3 separate regions of the Sus scrofa genome follow, and all the other regions are linked to region 3. A link is a contact called in public Hi-C and HiChIP or PLAC-seq data. All regions are on one chromosome and are shown on one strand. The core of a region is the stretch at or near the end of the contact, and the rest is flanking DNA. Distances in the headings are between cores, read along the strand shown. Region 1 has its middle 210 kb from the start of HS6ST1. Region 2 has its middle 280 kb from the start of HS6ST1. Region 3 has its middle 59 kb from the start of HS6ST1.

What was found. Hi-C and Micro-C count contacts between places; a contact is called where the count stands out from the background. HiChIP or PLAC-seq counts read pairs in DNA pulled down with a chosen protein or histone mark.
Region 1: a contact with region 3 is called in a Hi-C map of liver, with 2.4 times the contacts expected there. The contact joins two enhancer-like sites. A contact is called at or near these places in 9 of 47 Hi-C or Micro-C datasets (alveolar macrophages, fetal heart ventricle, heart right ventricle and 4 more) and 2 of 2 datasets of contacts at active chromatin or transcription factors (alveolar macrophages and skeletal muscle).
Region 2: a contact with region 3 is called in an H3K27ac HiChIP or PLAC-seq map of alveolar macrophages. The contact joins two enhancer-like sites. A contact is called at or near these places in 1 of 47 Hi-C or Micro-C datasets (embryonic fibroblasts) and 1 of 2 datasets of contacts at active chromatin or transcription factors (alveolar macrophages).

Annotation. Positions count from the first base shown.
Region 1 is chr15:58,859,500-58,862,199 of Sscrofa11.1, reverse strand. No RefSeq gene overlaps it. Among named protein-coding and RNA genes, the nearest start is that of HS6ST1, 210 kb to the left of the region's middle. Within about 2 kb of position 1,254, at least 2 of the 83 cell types and tissues checked have an H3K27ac peak or open chromatin away from gene starts, as enhancers often do. A contact at or near this core is called in liver, where this site is marked.
Region 2 is chr15:58,781,347-58,784,046 of Sscrofa11.1, reverse strand. No RefSeq gene overlaps it. Among named protein-coding and RNA genes, the nearest start is that of HS6ST1, 280 kb to the left of the region's middle. Within about 2 kb of position 1,291, at least 20 of the 83 cell types and tissues checked have an H3K27ac peak or open chromatin away from gene starts, as enhancers often do. A contact at or near this core is called in alveolar macrophages, where this site is marked.
Region 3 is chr15:59,124,583-59,127,282 of Sscrofa11.1, reverse strand. No RefSeq gene overlaps it. Among named protein-coding and RNA genes, the nearest start is that of HS6ST1, 59 kb to the right of the region's middle. Within about 2 kb of position 1,437, at least 52 of the 83 cell types and tissues checked have an H3K27ac peak or open chromatin away from gene starts, as enhancers often do. A contact at or near this core is called in alveolar macrophages and liver, where this site is marked.

The sequences.
Region 1 (2,700 bases), core at 5-2,504, 260 kb after region 3:
TTGTTATGAGCTCAGGACAGTCACACAGCCTTAATCTCAGCACAGGGTTCAAATTCAGACACCACCCTCCCTATATTCCTAAAGACTGTGAGGCTTTAACCTTGCCATTGGTCATGCCTCAGTCTCCTGGCTGTGGTCCGGGAACACTTGTCACTGTTTCTTAGGTTCATTGTGGGGTTAAAGGGAGCACATGTATGGAGCACCCCCACCACTGTGTTGCACACTGATTGCCCAGGGTAGGGTGTTTTTCGCCATGGTTACTGTCTACTAAAGAGTCCAGCAATAGGTTTCTTAATAGAGCTGTCTACTTTTGCTGGTTTGCTTTCCTTCCCTTCATTCCTTAGCCCACTCACTTCTGGTTCTCCCAGCCCTCTGCTACGTGTTGCTCCCTGGGGTCATCAGGAATGGCCATGGCCATTAGTCCAGCTCATTGGTCCTTGCATCTTACCAGGTCTCATAGAACACTTGCTCCTTCCTTCCTGAGGCATCCCCTCCCCTCTTTGGCTGGGATACTCCCAGCTTTCCTTTTCTTCTCTCTCCTTCCTGACTCCCCTTTTTCCATTGGCCCCTAAGCACTGGCATCTGTTTCCCAGGCTCTCAGCCTTCCTGACTCAGGGGTAACTCCTTTGGGAGACAACATCCACCCACATAACTTCACCTGCCATCCAGTCAGCATTGCGTCCAGAGCCAGCTCTCCCTCTCGCCCAACCTGCTCTCCTAAGCTCCAAACCAGACATTATGATACATGGGGTCTCTGGTGCTGGTGCTGAATGTGCTTTAACTGAGCTGGACTTTTCCCTGAATCTGACACCTTTATCTTCCCCCAGGCTCAGGGCATGCATGATCCTCCACCCCAAACCCAGGAATCCTTAACCTGTTCCCTCTCTTTCTATATACTCCATCACCTCCTGTATCGCCTGCTTCACGGTTCTCAGACTTAACCACTTTTCCCATCTCTCCAGATATCCCTCTAGTCCAAACATGTAATTTCTCACCTGGATGGATTACTTTGCTGCTCTAATCCATTCTCCACAAAGCAGCTTATTCAAGCCTTTAAAAACTCACCTCGGATCATGTCACTTTGCTACTTAGAACTCTTCAATCTTTGCCTGTAGCTCTGCTGATAAAAATCCCAGGTCTGAGGTGTGTTTTCTCACAACGGTGCCCTGACTCTCTGAATCCACACACCACCAGCCTTTTGCTGATCCTTGCAAGTCCTGTGTTGTACCCTGCTCCAGGCCTTCCTTTGGCTGGCTCACCTGGCCTCAGCTTCCCAAGGTCACCTGCTGTGCCCTCAGACTAGGTCAGGGCTCTGCTTCTCTGAAGCGAGTCCATGACTGACTTAAAGAGTATACTGTGATTTTGTTATTTGCCTGAGGCCATACCCTCCAGTCTCCTGGTTTTCAATTCCATGGAAGTACTGGTGTTTCCCATATTACTTCCTCCTCCACAGGGATGTCCATCAGGTGTTTCAACAGAGAACATGTCTGAAAACCAAATTCATTTTTTTTTTTTTAAGGGCTGCACTTGTGGCATACAGAAGTTCCTGATCCAGGGATAGAATCAGAGCTGCAGCTGCCAGCCTACACCACAGCCACAGCAATGCCAGATCCCAGCCAGATTTTCAACCTACACCATAGCTTTCAGCAATACTGGTTAATCCACTGAAGGAAGCCAGGGATTGAACCTGAATCCTCATGGACACTAGGTGGGGTTCTTAACCTGCTGAGCCACAACAGGAACTCCTGAAAACCAAATTTTTGATCCCACCTGGGCCAGACCCGCCCCTCCCTCAGTGTTCCCAGGGAAGCCCTCCAATGTTCAGGCCACCCCTGCTCTCTCCTGCTTTCACACTTGTTTTACCCATTGGCTCTACTTTAAAGCACATCCAAATCCCAGTACCTTTGACACTGAGTGATAATCTTTTTTTTTTTTTAAACCTTGCCCTTTTTTAAAAACATTGTGCAGATTAAATGTTTGTATCTGCTCCAGATTCACATGTTGAAGCCCTTAATTCCCAGGATGATGGTGTTTGCAGGCAGGGCCTTTGGGAGATAATTAGGTTGTGAGGGTGGAGCTCCCCATGATAGGATTAGTGCCATTTCACCACACCCACCCACCCACCCACACACACACACACACAGACACACACCCACACCCACACACACACAGACACACACCCACACCCACACACACACACACACACACACACACATTTTAGTGGCCACACCCAGGCATATGGAAGTTCCTGGGCCAGGGATTGAGTCTTAGGGGTGGTTGTAGCAAGATTAGTGACATTCTAGAAGAGGGAAGAGACAGTAATCTTTTTTCTTTCTTTCCTTTCCTTTCCTTTTCTTTCTCTCTCTCTCTTTCCTTCCTTCCTTCCTTCCTTCTTTCTCTTTCTTTCTTTCTTTCTTTCTTTCTTTCTTTCTTTCTTTCTTTCTTTCTTTCTTTCTTTCTTTCTTTCTTTCTTGCCTGCCTGCCTTCTTTCCTCCTTCCTTCCCTCCTTCCTTCTTTCCTTCCTCTTTCTCTCTCTGCATGTATTCACCAAACAAGGCCAGGACCCAATCAGGAAAAGAGCCCTCATCAAGAGCTTTACTCAATGTTCTGTGATCATCTATGTGGGAAAAGAATCTGAAAAAGAGTGGATGTGCATACATGTATAACTGAATCAATATTTTACAGCAGAAATTATCACAA
Region 2 (2,700 bases), core at 42-2,541, 340 kb after region 3:
TGCTGGAGGCAGAACTGGGAGGAGGAAGGGGCTTCAGGTGCCCTGAGCGAGTCCTTTGGGGGGATGGTTGGGGAAGGAGTGGAATGCAGAGTGGAGGTGCTTTGCCTAAGCCAAGGTAAGGACTGGCTTTGAGGAGTGGGGACTTGAGGGAGACTGGAGGGAAGAGTCATCCTGGGATGGCCTGGTTGAAAGACTTTTCAGCCCAGGAACATGTACTGCGCTGTGGCAAGGGCTTCTATGCCGTCACAGGGGGCCACCTGTCTTCCCAGATGATCCAAAACCCTGCTGCCCAGAAGGGCCTATGCATGTATTTGATGGTATATGCCTTTTGGGTGTGTCTAGATCAAGAGAAGGGGCTAAGTTTGGTATTTAATCATGTAATCATGGACAGCTACATGACTTTGAAATGAGAAATCCCAGAGATAAGAGAAAGAATTTAGTGGGAGGAGACAGTCAAAGCTATTGAAGACTAGGAATGGGAAAACTGTAGAATTTCCTGAAATGTCACAAAAGGCTTTATTTTTATTTTTTTAATTTTTAATAAAGTGTAGTTGACTTATAGTGTTGTGTCAATTTCTGCTGTATAGCAAAGTAACCTTGTCATACATATATATACATTCCTTTTATATTATCTTCCATCACGGTCTATCCCAAGAGATTGGATATAGTTCCCTGTGCTCTCCAGTAGGACCTCATTGCCTATCCATTCTAAATGTAATATTTTGCATCTACTAACCCAAACTCCCAGTCCATCCCCCTGCCTCCCTCTCCCCCTTGGCAACCCCAAGTCTGTTCTCTATGTCCATTTCTGTTTTGTAGATAGCTTTGCTTACGCCATATTTTAGGTTCCACAGGTAAGTGGTAGCCAATGGCCTAGCAGGGGACCACAGGAGAGGCACACATTCCATGGCTGGCCACGGGGCAGGTGGAGTGAACATCACCGGGCTTCCCATCTTCAGAAGAGCTCGACAGGGTCAAGTCAGCCTTTTGTAGACTTCGGCATTAGGGAGACCTGAGCTGCTGTGGCACCAGCCCCTGGGATCCCCTTCTGTTCACTCAGTTACTTTCAGCTGGTGACTGAATGCAGGCAGAATAATGCCCCTCCCTCACAGGTTCCGACCCCAAGTGTAGGAATCTCTGAATATGTTCCTTCACACTGCACTGGACCTTCTGCTTTCTGTGGTGCCTTTTCTTTCCTTCCTTCCTTTTTTTCCAGTTGGCTTGTGTGGGCCCTTTGCTCTGTGCCCAGGAACTGGAGCTCTGACTCATTCCTGATTGCAAGCTTCTGCATTTTCCACAGGCATGCAGCCGGGGATGTGAAAACAATTACGTCAAAATGAACTCTGCAAGTTGTGGGGTGATGGAATAAGTCATCTGGTAAAAAGTCATGGGTACAGGATGACAGCACTGGGAGCCACTGGGCAGTTCGGGGGTAGGAGGCCCCCTGCAGAACCCTTCCAGAAACAGTACCCAGGGCTCTGAGGTGTGTGAAGAGGGTGCAGGGATGTGTGGTGCCTCTGCAACAGGAAGGCTGAGGATGAGCATGTGGAAATGTGCCTCTTGATAGGAATATGCAGCCTGGCCGACCACACACTCGGCTGTTCTCTTAGGAGAGGGAGGGACTGCTGGAGACCGAGCTCTCCCCAGCGGCCCTCAGGGATAATGCTGAGTAAACATGTGCCTTCCCAGCTGGTCGCCTGCCCTGAGGTCCTGGAGGCTTCCTGCACCTCAGGCAGGACCTCCTGGGCTGCTGATTTCTCCTCCTTTCTCTGACTTCTCTGGTTCTCAGGAAGGGGAGGCAACAGGCATTCGGGGTGTGCCAGCCAGTCTCTGCAAGCATGAATTAGCATAAGTGCCTTTTCTAACCGCCAAGGTGGTGCCACCACCTTTACTGGTAAATGCTTAGATTCAGAGGGGCCAGGGCTATCCCCGCAGGAGAAGCCCTGGTTTGCCTCCTCCAAAGCGCCCTCCCTAAAGGTCCTGGTCTGGTCTAAGAGGCCCTTGCTGCCCTTTCCAGGTCTTGGGAGGAAAAATTGTTCCTGCCCGGGAGCTGGAGGCCTCAGACCTCCCCACCTGGCCTCTCCAGTGGTCTCCTCTAGGCTCCCTCCTTGTATGGCAGTGCCTTGTCCCCTGGGCCTGTGTGCCCAGCCTCTGGCCCTGGAAAGATGGGTCAGTGGCTACACAGGCTGGCTGGGCTCTGGTCCCCGAGCCTGCCCTGGAGAGCACAGGAGGGGCTGGCCTTGGACCCTGCTGCCCTCCCAGTGCCTCCTCCTTTCTTCTCCCAGCCCTCCATCTTGGGAAAATGGGGCATGTGTGTTCTGGTGGGAGTCCCCTTCTGCTGCCCTCTCAGGCCCCTCTAGCCCCTTTGTCCCCCCTCAGTTGCTGTCCTTCCAGGCCTGCGTGAATGACATCTTTCCCACCTCTGCACCTGAGATGGATACCTGTGCTGTGTCACAAGCCCCCTTAACTCAGTGGTGTACACTTCCCATCAATTTATGCTCATGATTCTGTGGGTCAGGAGTCCAGATAGGACATGGGATGGGGGGTGGGGCTCTGTTCCACCACGGCTGGGGCTGAAATCATCTGAAGGCTCACATGTTGGCGGGTGAGGTGGGCTGTCAATGGGACCTCAGCTAGGCAGATAAAGGTCACCTCTGCATGTGGCCTCTTGGAGTAGCTGTTCTGGGCTTCCTCACAGCA
Region 3 (2,700 bases), core at 188-2,687:
AAGCAAAAAAATAAAATAAATAAAAATATATAAAGTTTCAAATTTTTTTAGGTATATATATTCTAAATATCTTTGTTTTCTTTTTTCCAGTTGTTGCTTGATTTTCATTTTCTTCAGTGTCTTTTAAAGACCAGAACATCTTAATTTTATTGTAACAAGTTTAAAAGCGCATTTTTTTTTTGTTTATGTTCTTTTTTGCCTTAAGAAATCTTTCCCTGCCCCAAGGCCACCTCCTAGGAGTTTTCACTGCCCCCCTCGCCCCTCTTACAAAGTCTTTGAGAGGTCAGACAACTCGCTTTGCTGAGCAGATGAAAGGAGGCGGGCGGTGGCGAGTGGAAGTACTCCTCAGTCACTCGCTGGTGGGTCAGGGTGCTGCTCATTGGAAGGTGCAACCACGGAGACGGCAGGTGGCGCCAGCACCCCGCTCTCCTGCACCTCCTGCCCTCTCATGGGAGCTTCTTGCAGCTGCTTCTACCCTCCCCTTTTCCTATCTGTAAAACCCGCCAGCCCTCAGGATTTTAAGATTAAAGATGAGCTGGAGCTGGAGGGGGTCTGCTTCCTTCAGAGCAAATGGTTCTCTGTAGTCCCCACCTCTCCCTATTGCCTTTTGTTCAGCTCTGCCCTCTCATTCACCTAACTCGTCCAGGCCCCTGGAGTTTGCATTCTTCCTTTTCAGACTTTAGCCCTCCTAGATGGAGAGGAATGCTTTGTGAGTAAACCACTGCTTTAAAACGTTTATCCTGGTGATATCTACGCAATTTAGAAAGTCTAAAAGATACAGAAACACAAGAAAATAGCCTATATTCTCACTTCAAAACTAAATACTTTGAACACGGCTTGTGTATTTTTTGTCTTCTTTCTGAATTCTTTTAAACGCCTTTGCAGAGCATCTTCTTTGTCCTCAGCTGTGTTCGAGGCTGGGGCCCCAGCCCGGGGATGGCTCCTAGGACTGCAGATCGCAGAGACAGACCCAGGGCCGGTGCAGGCTTGCAGCAGCCGCACCATGGACCACACCTGGCTCACTGCCAGAGCGCCTCCGTCTAGCGTTCTGTGTCACGTGGCCCAGGGGCTGCCTGCGGTTCCCGCGGTCTGTCAGGGTCCGCCCCCGGAGGTGGCCTAAGAAAGTCGTGCGGCTGGAGCGCGTCCCGCCACTGGTCCCCTTTTGGCCCTAAGGCGGCATCTTTCTACCTCATCCCAGGCCCCTGGGAACAAGCTGCGCACAGGTGGGGTCTCGGGAGCAGGGACCCCGGCGCCTGTGCTCTATGCTAGCGACGACCCCTGAAGCAGGCTCCTACCTGGTTAGACAACGTCCCAGCCCAGGACCCTCCTGTTCTTCCATACTTTACCTGATTCTTGCTGGCCCAGGCGGAGGGGCAGGGGGCCAGGAGTCCGGAGCCCGGGGGAGGGAGAAGCGCTAGCTGCGCATGCTCAGTTCTGGGGAAGGCGCGCCCTCTGCTGGACACGCTGGGAGATGCTGTCTTCACATCAGACGACACTGCAGCCCTTTAAGCCATGACCCTGTCTTCGTAAAGCTGAGTTTCAGTGCCATGTGGAAGTCACCCTGGGGCAGGCTACATACAATCTGATTGCGAGGATTGAGAAGCTGTGCAGCGCCCCCAAAGTCCACATACCCCATTAATAACTAATGGTTGCAGTTATGTAAAAATGAAATAAAAAGTCTCTTAAAATTCATGTACATGACTTTCAAACAGCTACTAAGTTCTTACCATATACTTACTTGTTAAGGTTTGGACCGGTCTACTCAATAAATGGACACTTTAGGTATTTCTGAGACGCTAAGGGCTCTCCGGATCTGAGAGAGACACGTGGTTTAGATGATTCTGCCTCTGATAATACCCTCAGGCAGGGTGGCCACAGGTGTGTGTGGTTTGCCAGCTCCCTCTGGGGAAACAGGAAACTAGAGGGGCTGGATATGTGGAGAGGGAGGGACAGGTGTGAAAATGACAACACTTATGACTCAAACCCAGCCAGAACCCCAGACCAGGACTTGAACTCACATGCAGAGATTCTTACCCAGCCAGAATCCAGATTGGAACTTGAACCTATGGTTTTTAATTTAGAATCACTTACCCAGTGTCTGCACTTACTGAGGTTTGGCTTCCTTGTGCCTCAGTGCAGAAGGAATTCAGTGAGAGACAAAGTGATAGGCAAGAAATAGATTGATTTATTAAGATAGGATGCTTGTGAGAGGCGCAAGTGGACAGGCAAGGAGGCTCTGCCCTGGGGAGTAGCTGGGTGACAGTTTTATAACCCAAGGGAAGTGGGGGTGGCAAAAGACTGCCTCTTCTTCTTTCTTTGAGCAGTAGCTCCTCTTTGGTATCTGGTAAGAGGGTATTTGACCCTAAAAGGTCAAACTAGGACTGTCATGGTGCTTATTCAAATCAGCGGAAGAGCGGTCCTTAAACTCCTGCACTTGGTCATAAAGGGTAATGACCTGAAAGGCATATCTCCTGCTTTTATTTGTGGTAAGCCTACTTCGATCCGATGGCTTTCTTAAGTGATTATTAACTCACAGTGATCTCCCAAAGTTCCCTAGGTTTCCCTCTCTATCTATGGTACCTTTTGGGACTTCTACAAACTACCGGAGTAACTATCCTACTCCATCCCTATTAGGGTTGGAGGTCCAAGCTCCTCTTGTCCTCTGGACCACTAATAGGCAGCGTTTCTTCTCTGAGGCAA